Regions from separate parts of the Mus musculus genome. Here region 1 is linked to region 2. Evidence: chromatin contacts called from public Hi-C data. All regions are on one chromosome and are shown on one strand. Each heading gives the region's core, a stretch centred on a gene start, on an enhancer-like site or on the middle of the called end of the contact. The rest is flanking DNA. Distances are from core to core; before and after follow the strand shown.

Region 1 (6,319 bases), core at 48-2,547, 600 kb before region 2:
GCTCATAGTTTGAGGTTCCTCATGGCAGGGAAGGCCTCACAGCAGGGGCATGAGAGAGCTGCATGCGAGCTGGTTACATCCTCTCCACAGCCAGGAAGCAGAGATCAATGAAGATGGTCCTAATCTGCCTTCTCTCTTCTTTTCTGTTTATATTAAGTCTCTGTCCCATATTATGTGATGGGGCTGCTCACGCCATGAATGAGTCACCCTTCCTCAGTTAAGCATCTCTGGGAGTCAGTGATGAATAAACGAAAAATAAGCTATCCCAAAAAGCTAGTTAATTGCACCACATAGATTCTGTGAGACACTGAATATCATGTATCAGTTGATGCACTAATAACATAACCTTCTGTAATCAACCTTTTCAAAAACAAAGTTGAATTGCTGCCATGTAGAAATATTTTGTTCCACATTAATTTCTAGAAATGTACATAAATATTCTTTGTGATAAACCTGGCCACTGGAATTATCCTGACTGTACAAAAAAAAAACAGTTTAAAAAGAGACTCTGCCTCCTGAACTTATAAAACTATATGAATATGCAGTCAAATCTCTTTATTTACATGGTATCTGCCTCTCTGTGCCCTTCAAAGCCTCTGTCCCCTGCACCACGGCCCCATTTCTAGACAACATCTTGCTGAAGCTCTTTGGAGGTGGCTTTTCTTCGCTGGAATCCTACCTTTTGCTAAGTGTGAGAATGAGACTTTAATGCTGTCACACCTCCCTTTACTTCAGTCAGATCTGACAGCTCCAGGTCTTTCTGCTTTTGTCTCATGAGAATGTTTGTCTTAGCTGCGTTTTATTGCTATGGCAATGACAGCTCTTATAAAGGAAAATATCTAACAGGGGACAGATTATTGCTTCAGAGGTTTAGTCCGTTATTTTCATGGTGGAAAGAATAGTGACATGCAAGCAGATATGGTGTTGGAGAAGTAACTGAGGGTTCTAAATCTGCAGGCAGCAGTAAGGGAGAGAGAGCCTGGGCCTGGCTTGAGCATTTGAAACCTCAAAGCTTACTCCAGTAACACCCTCCTGACTGCATGGCACTTAATCAGCAAGCTTTCAGCACATCAGTCTCCTACTTGTCAACCCCGCCCGCCTGCATGCTGAACAACTGTTTTCATTTTCAGCTTTTGAAGGTTTCTTTTTGAGAGGCTCCCTGAAGGTGTCAGACAGGGGGAAGAATGTGCAGAGAGAATGAAGACCTGGAGCACATTGACTTTGTCAACCTGGATCAGACTTCAGGGAGTCTGATGGCAAGCAGTCCATTGTACACAGTACCACGTGGGAAAAGGTTTCCAGGCAACAATCAGTCCAATCAGTCCAATTCCAGGGGCACGATAAATCGTAAGGTGTGAGTACACAGGAGCTCCTTTACAGAGTACATGTGACCATGAGGGTGGGTTCTATAGCTAGAATCTAATGTGGTCTCTGACCGATAGCACAGAGGTCAGCAGGCCATAAAATACTTGTGACATCTCCCCTTATGATGGTCTAGTGAGGGAAGAGTCTGGGATAATCATTCTGGGGGGGTTGAGTGAGGTCTGCCTCTGTAGCAAAAACTGGGTGAGGTCTGTGTCCACAGATAGCAAAAAGATCAACAGATCATTAAGAAAATCCATTCTCAGCTTTCTGGATGGAATGCAGGTATTTGATTTTGTCTCCTCCATTGAGGAGAAACCCCTGTGTGATTAACTGCTCTCTTACTGCTTCTCTGTGAATGCAAGGACCTCTGTGCCCCCTACATCTTTTGATACACAGGAGTTTTAATTTTGACACAATCTATTAATCTTTTCCTCAGTGTTTACACTTCATGTGCTTTATTTTTAAAAAGCATTTTTGGTTCAAGATCCCAGAAGCCCTGTTACACTTTGCTCTGTCTTTCAGTTTTGCTTTCCACATCCAGCCTTTAGCCTATCTGTTTAGGTTTGATGTGAAATCTGAACCTTGTTTTGTTCTATCCTGCAGAAGTGCCCAACTGCTCATGCTTTGGCCACTGAGTCAGCATGAGGAAAAGGAATGACTCACAAGCTCAGCAACTACCAGGACAATTGCCAGAATTTGGCAGACATGATTACTAAGCTCCCAGCAACCACAAGGTGGGCCGTGCCAGAGGGCAGCTTGTTCCATACGGAGCAGGAACTGAGCAAAGCACCCTCATTTGAAAGGAGAAGTGTTGTTAATTTTCTGCACTGTGGCTAGCCTTGTCAAAAACTCAAAGGCTGCTGGCCCTTCACAGAAAGTGCCCCTGAGAGAGCCCCTGTGTTCTTGCCTCTGCCTGTCTTGCCACCTCCGTGTTCTCACATTAGCTAAGACCACAAATTGAGATGTACCTGTCTTGCTCACCATGGAGTCTCTTTTGAGAAGTGAGATGTAATTCAGGCATCTCAAACTGAGTGAATCCTGGAGATAAAAAATTTAGGTAAGTGAGCAGTAACTACAGACACAAGCATCACCAACAGAATACAAGAGATGGAAAAGAGAATCTCAGACATAGAATATATGGTAGAAGAAACTGATATATCATTCAAAATGTCAAATCTAAAATGTAAATGCTAAAAAGCTCCTGACACAATACATCTAGGAAATCTGGGATACTATAAAAAGACCAAACCTAAGAATACTAAGGATAGAAGAAGGAGAAAATTCCCAGCTCAAAGGCCCAGAAAATATTTTCAACAAAATCATAGAAGAAAATTTCCCTAACCTAAAGAAAGAGATGCCTATAAATGTATAAGAAGCTTATAGAACACCAAATAGATTAGACCAGAAAAGAAAATTCTCCCACCACATAATAATAAAAACATTAACAGTACAGAACAAAGAAAGAATATTAAAAGCTACAAGGGGTCAAGTAACATATAAAGGCAGACTTAATAGAATTACATCTCACTTCTCAACAGAGACTCTAAAAGCCAGAAGGCCTAGGGAGAGGACTTGCAGATTCTAAGAGACCACAAACGTCAGTACAGACTACTATACCCAGCAAAACTTTCAATCACTATAGATGGAGAAAACAATACATTTCATGACAAAGCCAAGTTTAAACATCTAGCCACAAATCCAGCCCTAAGAAGGAAAACTCCAACCCAAGGAGTTTAACTACACCAAAGAAAACACAAGAAATAAATAATTTCACACCAGCAAATTCAACAGAAGGAAAACACACACATGCACACACCCACACACACACATACACACACACACACACACACACCCCAACATCAAAATAACAGGAATTAACAATTATTAGTTATTAATATTTCTCAATAAAAATGGACTTAATTCCTCAGTAAAAAGATACGGGTTAAGAGAATAGATATAAAAATAGGATCCACCATTCTGTCACATACAAAAAACACATTTCCACATTAAAGATATACATTACCTCAGAGTAAAAGGCTGGAAAAAGATTTCCAAGCAAATGGCCCCAAGAAGCAAGCTTAGTGTAGACATTCTAGTATCTGTCAAAATATACTTTAAACCAAAATTAATGAAAATAAATGTGAGGACACTTCATACTCATCAAAGGAAAAATCCACCAAGATGACGTCTTAATTCTGAATATCTATGCTCCAACTGAAAGGGCACCTATATTTGTAAAGAAGCATTACTAAGGCTTAAATCACACATTGAACTCTTCACATTAATAGTTGGAGACTTCAACACACACCTCTCACCAATGGACAAGTCATCTAGACAGAAACTAAACAGAGAAATAATGGAACTAACGGATGCTAAAACTCAAGTAAACCTAGCAGATATCTACAAACATTTCACCCAAAAACACAAGATATAACTTATTCTCAGAGCCTCAGAGAACCTTCTCCAAAACTGCTCACAAAACTTGGTAGCAAAGAAAGTCTCAATAGATAAAAGAAAAGTGGAATAACCCTCTGCATCTTATCAGACTACCATGGACTTCAACACCAACAGAATCAACAGAAAGCCTACAAACTCATAGAAACTGAACAACTCTATACTCAAATAGAAACAAAGAGAACCAATACAAAGAATTGAGGAAAGGAAACAAAAGTATTGGTTCTTTGAGAAACAGAAAAGAAGGAACACTGACAAATTCATTTTATGAGGCCACAGTCACACTTCTACCTAAACCACAGGAAAACTCAATAAAGAAAATTTTAGATCAATTTCCCTCATGAGCATTGATGTAAAAATACTCAATAAAACACAAACTGAATCCAAGAACACATCAAAGGATCATCTACCATTATCAAGTAGGTTTCATTCTAGAGATGCAGGGATGTTTCAACAATAGAAAACTCTACCAATGTAAACCAAGAACTAACCCCCAACACCTACTGACACTTGATTTTTGACAAAGAAGCTAAAACCATTCAATGGGAAAAAAAGGGGGGGGGAAGCATTTTCAAACAAACTGAAAGAAAAAAATCACATGGTAATCGCATTCGAGGCTTAAAAAGATTTTGACAAATCCAACACCCCTTCATGATAAAAGTTGTTGAGAGATCAGGAGAGATACAAGCTACAAAAAAGGCAATATATAGCAGGCATCAAACTAAATGGAGAGAAACTTAAAGCAATCCCACATAAATCAAGAACAAGACAAGGTTTCCCACTCTCTGAATATCTATTTGATATACCTAGAGCAATAGGATAAGGCAACTAAAGGAGATCAAATTGGAAAGAAAGAAGTCAAAGTATCACTATTTACAGATGATATGATAGTATACATAAGTGACCCCAAAAGTCTACAAGGGAATGGCTACAGATGATAAACACCTTCAGCAAAGTAGCTGGATACAAAGTTAACTAAAAAAAATAAATCTGTAGCCTTCCTTTCTACAAACAATAATTATAAGAAAGAAATTAGGGAAACAGCACCCTTCACAATAGCCATAAGTAATATAAAATATCTTGGTATAAATCTAACCAAGCAAGTGAAAGACCTATAAGACAAGAACTTCAAGTCTTTGAAGAAAGAGATTGAAGAAGCTATCAGAAGATGGAAAGATCTCCCATGCTCTGGATTGGTAGGATTAATGTAGGAAAAATGGCCTTCTTGCCGAGAGCAATCTACAGATTCAGTCCAATTCCCATCAAAATTCCAACACAGACATTGAAAGAACAATACTCAACTTCATATGTAAAAAAAAAAATCAACAGGATATTTAAAACAATATGTACAATAAAAGAACTTCTGGGAGTATTACCATCCCTGATTTCAAGTTATACTACAGAGCAATACTAATAAAAACTGCATTGTTTTGACATAAAAACAGATAGGATGATCAATTTAATTTAATCAAAGACCAAGAACTAACCCCCAACACCTACAGACACTTGATTTTTGACAAAGAAGCTAAAACCATTCAATGGAAAAAAAAAAAAAGGAAGCATTTTCAACAAGTGGTGCTTATCTAGCTGGATGCCTGCATTTAGAAAAATGCAAATAGATCCCTATCTATTGTCCTAAAAAAAACTGAACACCAATCACACAGACACTAAGATGAACAATAAAAAATGGGACCTCATGACACTGAAAAGCTTCAGTAAGGCAAAGGACACATCAATAGAACAAAACTGCAGGCTACAGAATGGGAAAAGATGCCCATCCTCACATCCAACACAGGGCTGATATGCAAAATGTATGAAGTTAGACACCAGCAACCCAAATAACCCAATAAAGAAATGGGGTACATATCTAAACTGTTCTTAACATAGGGATCTCTCTAATAGCTAAGAATCACTTAAAGGAATGTTCAACATCCTCATCCATTAAAATGACTCTTAAGATTCCATTTTGTACCCATCAGAATGGCTAAGATCAAAAAACTCAAATGACAGCTCTTGCTGAGTGGAGCAAGGGGAACACTTATCCATTGCTGGTAGGAGTGCCAACTTGTACAGTCAACTTTGAAAATAAATTTGTCTGCTTCTTAGAAAATTGCAAGTAATTGCTTCTCCGCCTTTTGGCTAAGATCAAGTATAGAAAATTGCAAATAGACCTTCCTCAAGTCAGCTATACCACTCTTGCACATGTACCCAAAAGACGCTCCACCATCCCACAGACACTTGCTCAACTATGTTCATAGCAGCTTTATTCGAAATAGAGAAACTGGAAACAACCTAGATGTCCTTCAACCAAAGAATGTGCTAAGGACCAGTCTCAGCTTGGAGGCTGTTCTGAGAAAAGGGTGTTTGAGAGTGGGAAAGAAATGACTGGGAGTCAAATTGTGGTACAAGCTGCCTGAGTTCTGCTGCAGACAGCTATCTCTGGAGATTTCCAGACAGGTCATCCAGATAGCTCAGCTCTTACAGACCAAGGCCCAGTCTT
Region 2 (6,742 bases), core at 2,109-4,608:
CTAAGTAGCCCACACATAGGATAATGCTTCCTAGAATGGTTTATTTACATCTCGGTGACACCCCCCCCCCCAAAAAAAAAACAATCTAAAAGAAAGAGGTATTCATTTGGGCTGAAGGTTTCAGCCCATGATTGGCAGGTCAATTTCTTGACGCCTGTAGAGTGACAAAACAACTGGTACAGTTTTCAGAATGTTTCCCCACGAATAGTGACAACCCCAATGTGGCATGCCTCATCATGTGTGGCAGCTACTAAAATAAGTGGTAGTTACGGTAGTGTCACCATTTTAATTACATGGCTATTTGTATTAGCCCAAGTTCTCTAGAGTAACCGAATTAACAGAATGCTCTCTCTCTCTCCCGCTCTCTCTCTTTCTCTCTCTCTGAGCCTTAACTCACACCAGTAAAGGGAATTTTAGCTGGAATGTGGCCCAGCTACTCCAACAATGGCTAGCTGTAAACAGAAAGTTCAAGAATCCAGTAGTTTCTCAGTCCATAAGGCTGAATATCTCAGTTTGTCTTCAGTATATGCTGGAATCTGAAAGAAGTAGACTTCAGTGTCGCTGAAGGAATGGATGTCCTAGCACGGCAAAGGAAATCAGCAAGGAGCAAAAGCTTCCTTCTTGGTCCTCCTATGTCCTTACGCAGGCTTCCAGACAAGGTGTGGCCCAGGTTAAAGGTGTGTCTTCCCACCTTAAGATCCAGATAAAGTTGTATGTCTTCCCACCTCAAAGATCCAGACTAGAAGTGGATTCACCCACTTCAAACCAGGCAAAAATAATCTCTCGTAGATGTGTCCTCCATTTCTGGATTGTAGTTCACTCCAGATGTAGTCAAATTGACAACCAAGAATAGTCATCACACCATGTTTGTTTCCCCATCTGCAAAATGTAAATATTGCTATTTTGGGTACATAACAAAATGAGTGGAGGATATCTGTATAAAACAAACACATGTACATGACCAGAGAGATGGCTCATGGTGTAAAGTACTTGCTTTGTGAGTGAAGTGGTCTGGGTTCAAACCCACGTAAGAGTGAAAACTAACTCCTAAAAGCTGACTTTTGACCTCCACACATGTTCCATTGCACATGAGTGCCAGAACACACAATAAAGTCCAAACCTTATACATGTTTTTTAACTTAATAATCAAGTTATTTTAAAAAATAATGTATATTTGTAAATAGCAATGCAATGTAAATATGCATGCTGTGGGTGGGCATAGTGCTGCACAGCTTTAATCCCATTTGTGTGAGTTTGAAGCCACCCCTATGCCTACATAGAGAGTTTCAGGACAGTCAGGGCTACATTGAGAGACCCTGTCTCCAAAAACAAAAATGCATGCTCTAGCAATCTTGTAGAGGTTGAGGCAAGGAGAAGGGCTATTTCAGCATTTGATTATTTAGATAAGCATGTTTAAATTGGAGTAACTATTGAAGGCAGGTGGATTAGGTAGGATTCTCTAGAGTCACAGAACTTACAGAATGGATATGACTATGTATTTATATAAATATATGACATGTATAATACATTTATATTATATTTATATATTAATATAGTTTATGTTACTTGTTTATATTAATATATAAAATGGGGATTTACTCAAATAACTTACAGGCTGGATTAAAGGTTTATCTTCTCACTTCAAATATGTGATTACAAGTTGGTCTTCCCATTTCAAACTATTTAATTAAGAAAAAAAATCTTTCACAAGTGTGTCTAGTCATTTGATCTTAGTTAATTCCAGATATGATTCCAAGTTGACAACTGATAATAGCCATCACAAATCTACCTTTTGTGAACTTGATACACAATCATATCATGCTTAATTTCCAAATGAAAACAACAACCAGGTCATAATTACTCCCTAAAATATCACTATTCCATGTACAATCACAAACACATTATAAACTTAGAATAAATGGTAATGTCCTTTGAGGGACATTCTTTTAGCATCTCAGACTTAAATAAGAGACTGATATTCTCTTAATTGATGTTACAAACAGATTCTTAACAAAATAGAACAAAAACACTTATGTCATTATAATACTCCTTTCTGCAACTGGCCACATGGTCGTTGGAAGAATGACTCACACCTTCATTCCTGGAGGGTCTCTGTCCTTTGTCATCCTGCTGGGAGTAGGTCGATGTAGTTCCGCATTGACTTTAATCATAGGACGAGATAGCACCAAGATACACCCTAAAGGATCTCCAGGACACTAGATATAGTCTTTTTTTTTTCCCTCCATGATGGAGAAGCAATCCAATTTCCCCTTGGAAATCTAGATCCGTCACCTTTCTAACACTACACCATTCCTTTCTTAGCCTGTTTAGCTTAGGGGCATCAGAAGCCCAAAATGGCTAGAGGGAATTCTGAGTTTCCAGTTCAATGGAATGTTCATTGTGTCTTCTGGCAAGAGCACTCACTGTTGCTCTGAAACCAAAACTTCTAGGCCAGCAGAACTTAAGGTCATGGGAACAGGAAGAAAAATTTTCCTGGAGGTTCCCTAGGGGTGGTGGGATTCCTGGACTATGCATGATTTCTGGATTCATGGGTCCTGTCTATGGGAGAAACTGTACCATAGATTGGGCATTATTCAAATATATTCAAAGCATATATTGCCTTCTGGAGAATCTTGCTCCAGTCCTCCAGGCTGTTATTAACTAACTGGAGCTGTAATTGTGTCTTCAAAAGGGTATTTCATCTTTCTATTGGGCCAACTGCTTCAGGGTGATGGGGAACATGATAAGACAACTGTATTCCACGATTGTGGGCCCAGTGTTGCACTTCTCTGGCTGTGAAGTGAGTTCCTTGGTCAGAAATAATACTTCCTGAAATACCATAATGGCTGATAAAGCATTTCTGGAAGTCCACATATGGTGGCTTTAGCAGCATTATGTGCATGAAGGGCAAATCCACAATCAGATTAAGTATGTATTCCACTAAGGAGTGTCCTTTCCACAGAGGAAGTGGCCCAATGTAGTCAACCTGCCACCAAGTCATTGGCTAGTGACCACAGGGAATAATGCCATGTCTGAGGCTCAGTGTTGGTCTCTCTTGTTGGCAGATCTTGCACAAAGAAGCAGCTTGTAGCCAGGTCAGCCTTAGTGAGTAAAAGCCCATGTTGTCAAGCCCATGCATAATGTCATCTCTGTCACCATGCCCAGGTTATCCACAAAGTGGCTGGAATCCACAAAGTGGGCCTTCCAATCAACTTGATTCAGCTGAAGTCACCTTTTGATGAGTATTTACACAGAAAAAAAGTAGTTTCACATCATTCACCCATGTGGAGAGATCTATCCACACACTTCTTCTACAGCTGTCTTTCTCACCAATTTTCCAATCATGTTCTTTCCAAGTCTCCAACCATCCGCCAATCCATTGGTTACAGTTCATGGACCATGTCTCCAGGCTGAAGTTCTGCCCACTGTGATGATTTCCCTTAGCTGCGGTCTTTCAGGGTTGTCCCAGAAATGGGTTGTAATGCTAAGGTGTTTACTACTGGCTGGGGCCTGCATAGCATTCAGAACCATCATCAGACCAGGATGTCTTCTCTTCCTTACTCAACTCAACACGGCACAATTTGTAGTAAGACATTTGGTTTCTTTAAAAACCCAGTTATGTTATGTAACTATGTGTTTCTGTTTTGATCCCAGATGTGGAATAAGGGGCTGCTTCAGCTTCTCCACAGCTGAAACAAGTCACCAGATTGAAGAAGAAACTGCTAATCCAAAAAAGCATTTGGTTCATTGATATCTGTTTATGATTTCTCCCTAAACACAAGAAAATTAATGGCAAAAAGCAAGAAGGGGGAAATGTAGTGAGAATATTGGCTTCTTTAAAAACCAAGTTATGTGAGTATGATTTTGTTTTGATCCCAGGTGTGGGATATGGGATTGTTTCTAATTGTCCACTGTAGCTGACTATGATTTGTCTCATGCTCTGGCAGGGGTGTGATTCTGTCAGCTGAAGATAGTTTACATTCGGAATGCCAGGAAATTTTCAGAGGGTGTAAATACTAGTGCTCCCAAGAGGGGCAGGTGGGTACTCCAATGTGGGCATGCTCCAAGGAGGCTGCTGCTGCTCCTTCTTGCTGCAGTTTGTCAAGTAGTTGTGAGTAAACAGAAGTTGGAGATATCCTGACAACAAAGACTGGACTTGCCCCTAAGAACTTAATGGTCCTAATCAGTAGGAGGTAGTCTAAAGAGATCTATGCCCCCTTTCTCTCTAACCTTTCACACCTACCTAGTGTTGGGGGATTGGAAGGAAATGGGGTAGAAAAGGGTGTAGGTATAAGAACCCAATAAAGTAGCCCACAAGTATGGTTACAATTCATGAAGCTACAGGTGCATGCTTGGCAGCAGACATCATTGTAATGGGAGCAGAAACTGCTGGCATTTGGGAAATTTCTTCAGGTAACTTGTTTTTGCCTTCAGAATCTGCTCAAGCCCAATCATGTTTTGATCCATATAATAATAGATTTCTGTTTTGCACATCCTACTTTATGACTTGGTGGATCAGATGACACCTAGCTCATTAGGGGCAGCTCAGGTCACATGGTAATTTGGTGGCCCAGTGTCAAAAGTTCAGTTTCTACTAAGGCCCAAGAGCAGGTCAAAAGCTGTCTTTCAAAGGGAGAATAGTTGTCTACAGATGATGGTTGTGGTGGCTTGAAAGAAAATGGCCCTCATAGGTCCATAGGGAGTGACACTATTAGGAAATGTGGCCTTGTAAGGGTAGGTGTGTCTTTGTTGGAAGAAGTATGTCATCATTGGGGCTAGGCTTTGAGGGTCTCATATATTCAAGCTAGACCCAGTGTGGCAATGTCTTTTCCTGCTGCCTGTAGATCTAGATGTAGAACTCTCAGCTCTTTCTCCAGCACCATGCCTGCCTGCATGCTTCTTGCTAAGAAGACAATGCACTAAACATCTGAACTGTAAGCCAGTTCCAATGAAATGTTTTCCTTTACAAAAGTTGCCATGTGTGCAATAAAAATCCTAAGAAAATAATAGAGCCTTGCATCAAAATCTCTAAGATCTCTTCTGTGATTCACCTATAGGGCCTGCCAAAGGCTCTAAACAGCATCCCTCTATGCCACTAACACCTCAAATACTACCAGATCTGCTAGATCACATGGTCCAAGTAGTAGAGCATCCTGCATAGCAGCCTTGACCTGTTGAAGAACCTTCTGTTCCTGGCCCCACACAAAGCTAGCAGCTTTCTGAGTCACTTGGTATATGGGCTTGAATAATATACCCAAGTTCTTAATAGCGTTCTCACGCCCGGCCAGGAAAGACGCAACAAACCAGAATCTTCTGCGGCAAAACTTTATTGCTTACATCTTCAGGAGCTAGGAGCGCAAAAACCCCCAGCCCCAAAAGCGAAAGCCACCCCTATATTGAAACCGAAACCCCTTCCCTATTTAGGAGAGTTATATTTCGCCTAGGACGCATCACTCCCTGATTGGCTGCAGCCCATGGCCGAGCTGACGTTCACGGGAAAGGCAGAGTACAAGTAGTCGTAAAATACCCTTGGCACATGCGCAGATTATTTGTTTACCACTTAGAACACAGGATGTCAGCGCCATCTTGTGACGGCGAATGTGGGGGCGGCTCCCAACATCTCCCCCTTTTCTTTTAATAAGAGCAAATAGGCCACCCATATTAATGAGAGTGGAGATAGAGGTCAAATCCCCAGTGTGTAGGTAAAGGAGCCATACACATAACCTCCTCCCAGGCTCATCACCCAGAGGGGTCCTGGTCTGGTCCCGTGTTGTTTTTCCTGGGGGAAGGACACTTGAACACTCAACCTTCTTGAAAGATGACATGTCTCCCTAGAATAGGCTCATTTTATGCCGCAGAGCCCTTCTATTGCAGTGCTTAGCCGTGCAACTCTCTCGGGCTGCTGAAGCACACTCACTCTATCCCGTGCAATGAGACTAGCCTCATGGGATATAAGAGCTGAGTGGCCAGCGACCTATTGCCTAAGCATAGATATATCAGGGGAAGCTCCATGTTCTAGTCCTGCAAGCGCCTGGGCAATAACCACCTTGTCTCTCCTAGTTTGGGCCTTAAGCTTACAGACCAATCAAAGAAGCAACACTAATCCACAGCAAAGTGTATCTCCAAATAATATCAATCCCACCCATTCTTTAAAGAAGGAAAATGTTGAGGAGATCCAATTGGGTAATCCTTTGGTCAGGGACAGGTCCAAGCGCGTGGAGTTGACCTGAAGTCTCAATTCCCGAAGGATCTGTTCAAATTCAGCCGTCCAATTCTGTAACATATACTGAAAAAGACTTTTTGACAAATTAGCTGCCCTAGTAAATTTAACATACTGAATGGAAGTAACACACAATCTCGGAAACTTTTGTTTACATCCCAGCTGAGTTATTTGTCATAATACATCTAGTTGTATCTGGACAAGATCTATGAGTTGATTAACCAGCATGAGACCTCTCTGTATCTTGACATTAGCTGAGGCCTGTTTATCTATGACTGTAGTCACTGAGGCTGACAAAGTGTTAATGGTGTCAGTCGTCTGGACCTGTCCAGACAGAGCCAAGGCTGTCTGAATCAAGGCTAAACCCAGTTCCTAGTTAGTGGTAAAAAAGCAGGAGAATACTTGAGCATTATACATCACCGTCATTGGGAGTGGAAATGTCGACATTATTCCCCAACGCTGCTCTCTCTTTATTATTGACGCCCTGGACATCACCAAGACGAGGGACATCAGTATTTCCTT

What was found. Hi-C and Micro-C count contacts between places; a contact is called where the count stands out from the background.
Region 1: a Hi-C map of muscle stem cells shows a contact between it and region 2, with 2.1 times the contacts expected there. The contact joins two enhancer-like sites. A contact is called at or near these places in 3 of 15 datasets of contacts at CTCF or cohesin (the NIH/3T3 cell line, large pre-B cells and pro-B cells), 38 of 484 Hi-C or Micro-C datasets (B cells, the C2C12 cell line, CD4 T cells and 23 more) and 2 of 115 datasets of contacts at active chromatin or transcription factors (bone marrow-derived dendritic cells and embryonic stem cells).

Annotation. Positions count from the first base shown.
Region 1 is chr5:9,064,804-9,071,122 of GRCm38.p6, reverse strand. No RefSeq gene overlaps it. Among named protein-coding and RNA genes, the nearest start is that of Gm31449, 5.7 kb to the left of the region's middle. Within about 2 kb of position 1,297, at least 129 of the 459 cell types and tissues checked have an H3K27ac peak or open chromatin away from gene starts, as enhancers often do. A contact at or near this core is called in muscle stem cells, where this site is marked.
Region 2 is chr5:8,467,332-8,474,073 of GRCm38.p6, reverse strand. No RefSeq gene overlaps it. Among named protein-coding and RNA genes, the nearest start is that of Slc25a40, 48 kb to the right of the region's middle. Within about 2 kb of position 3,358, at least 3 of the 459 cell types and tissues checked have an H3K27ac peak or open chromatin away from gene starts, as enhancers often do. A contact at or near this core is called in muscle stem cells, where this site is marked.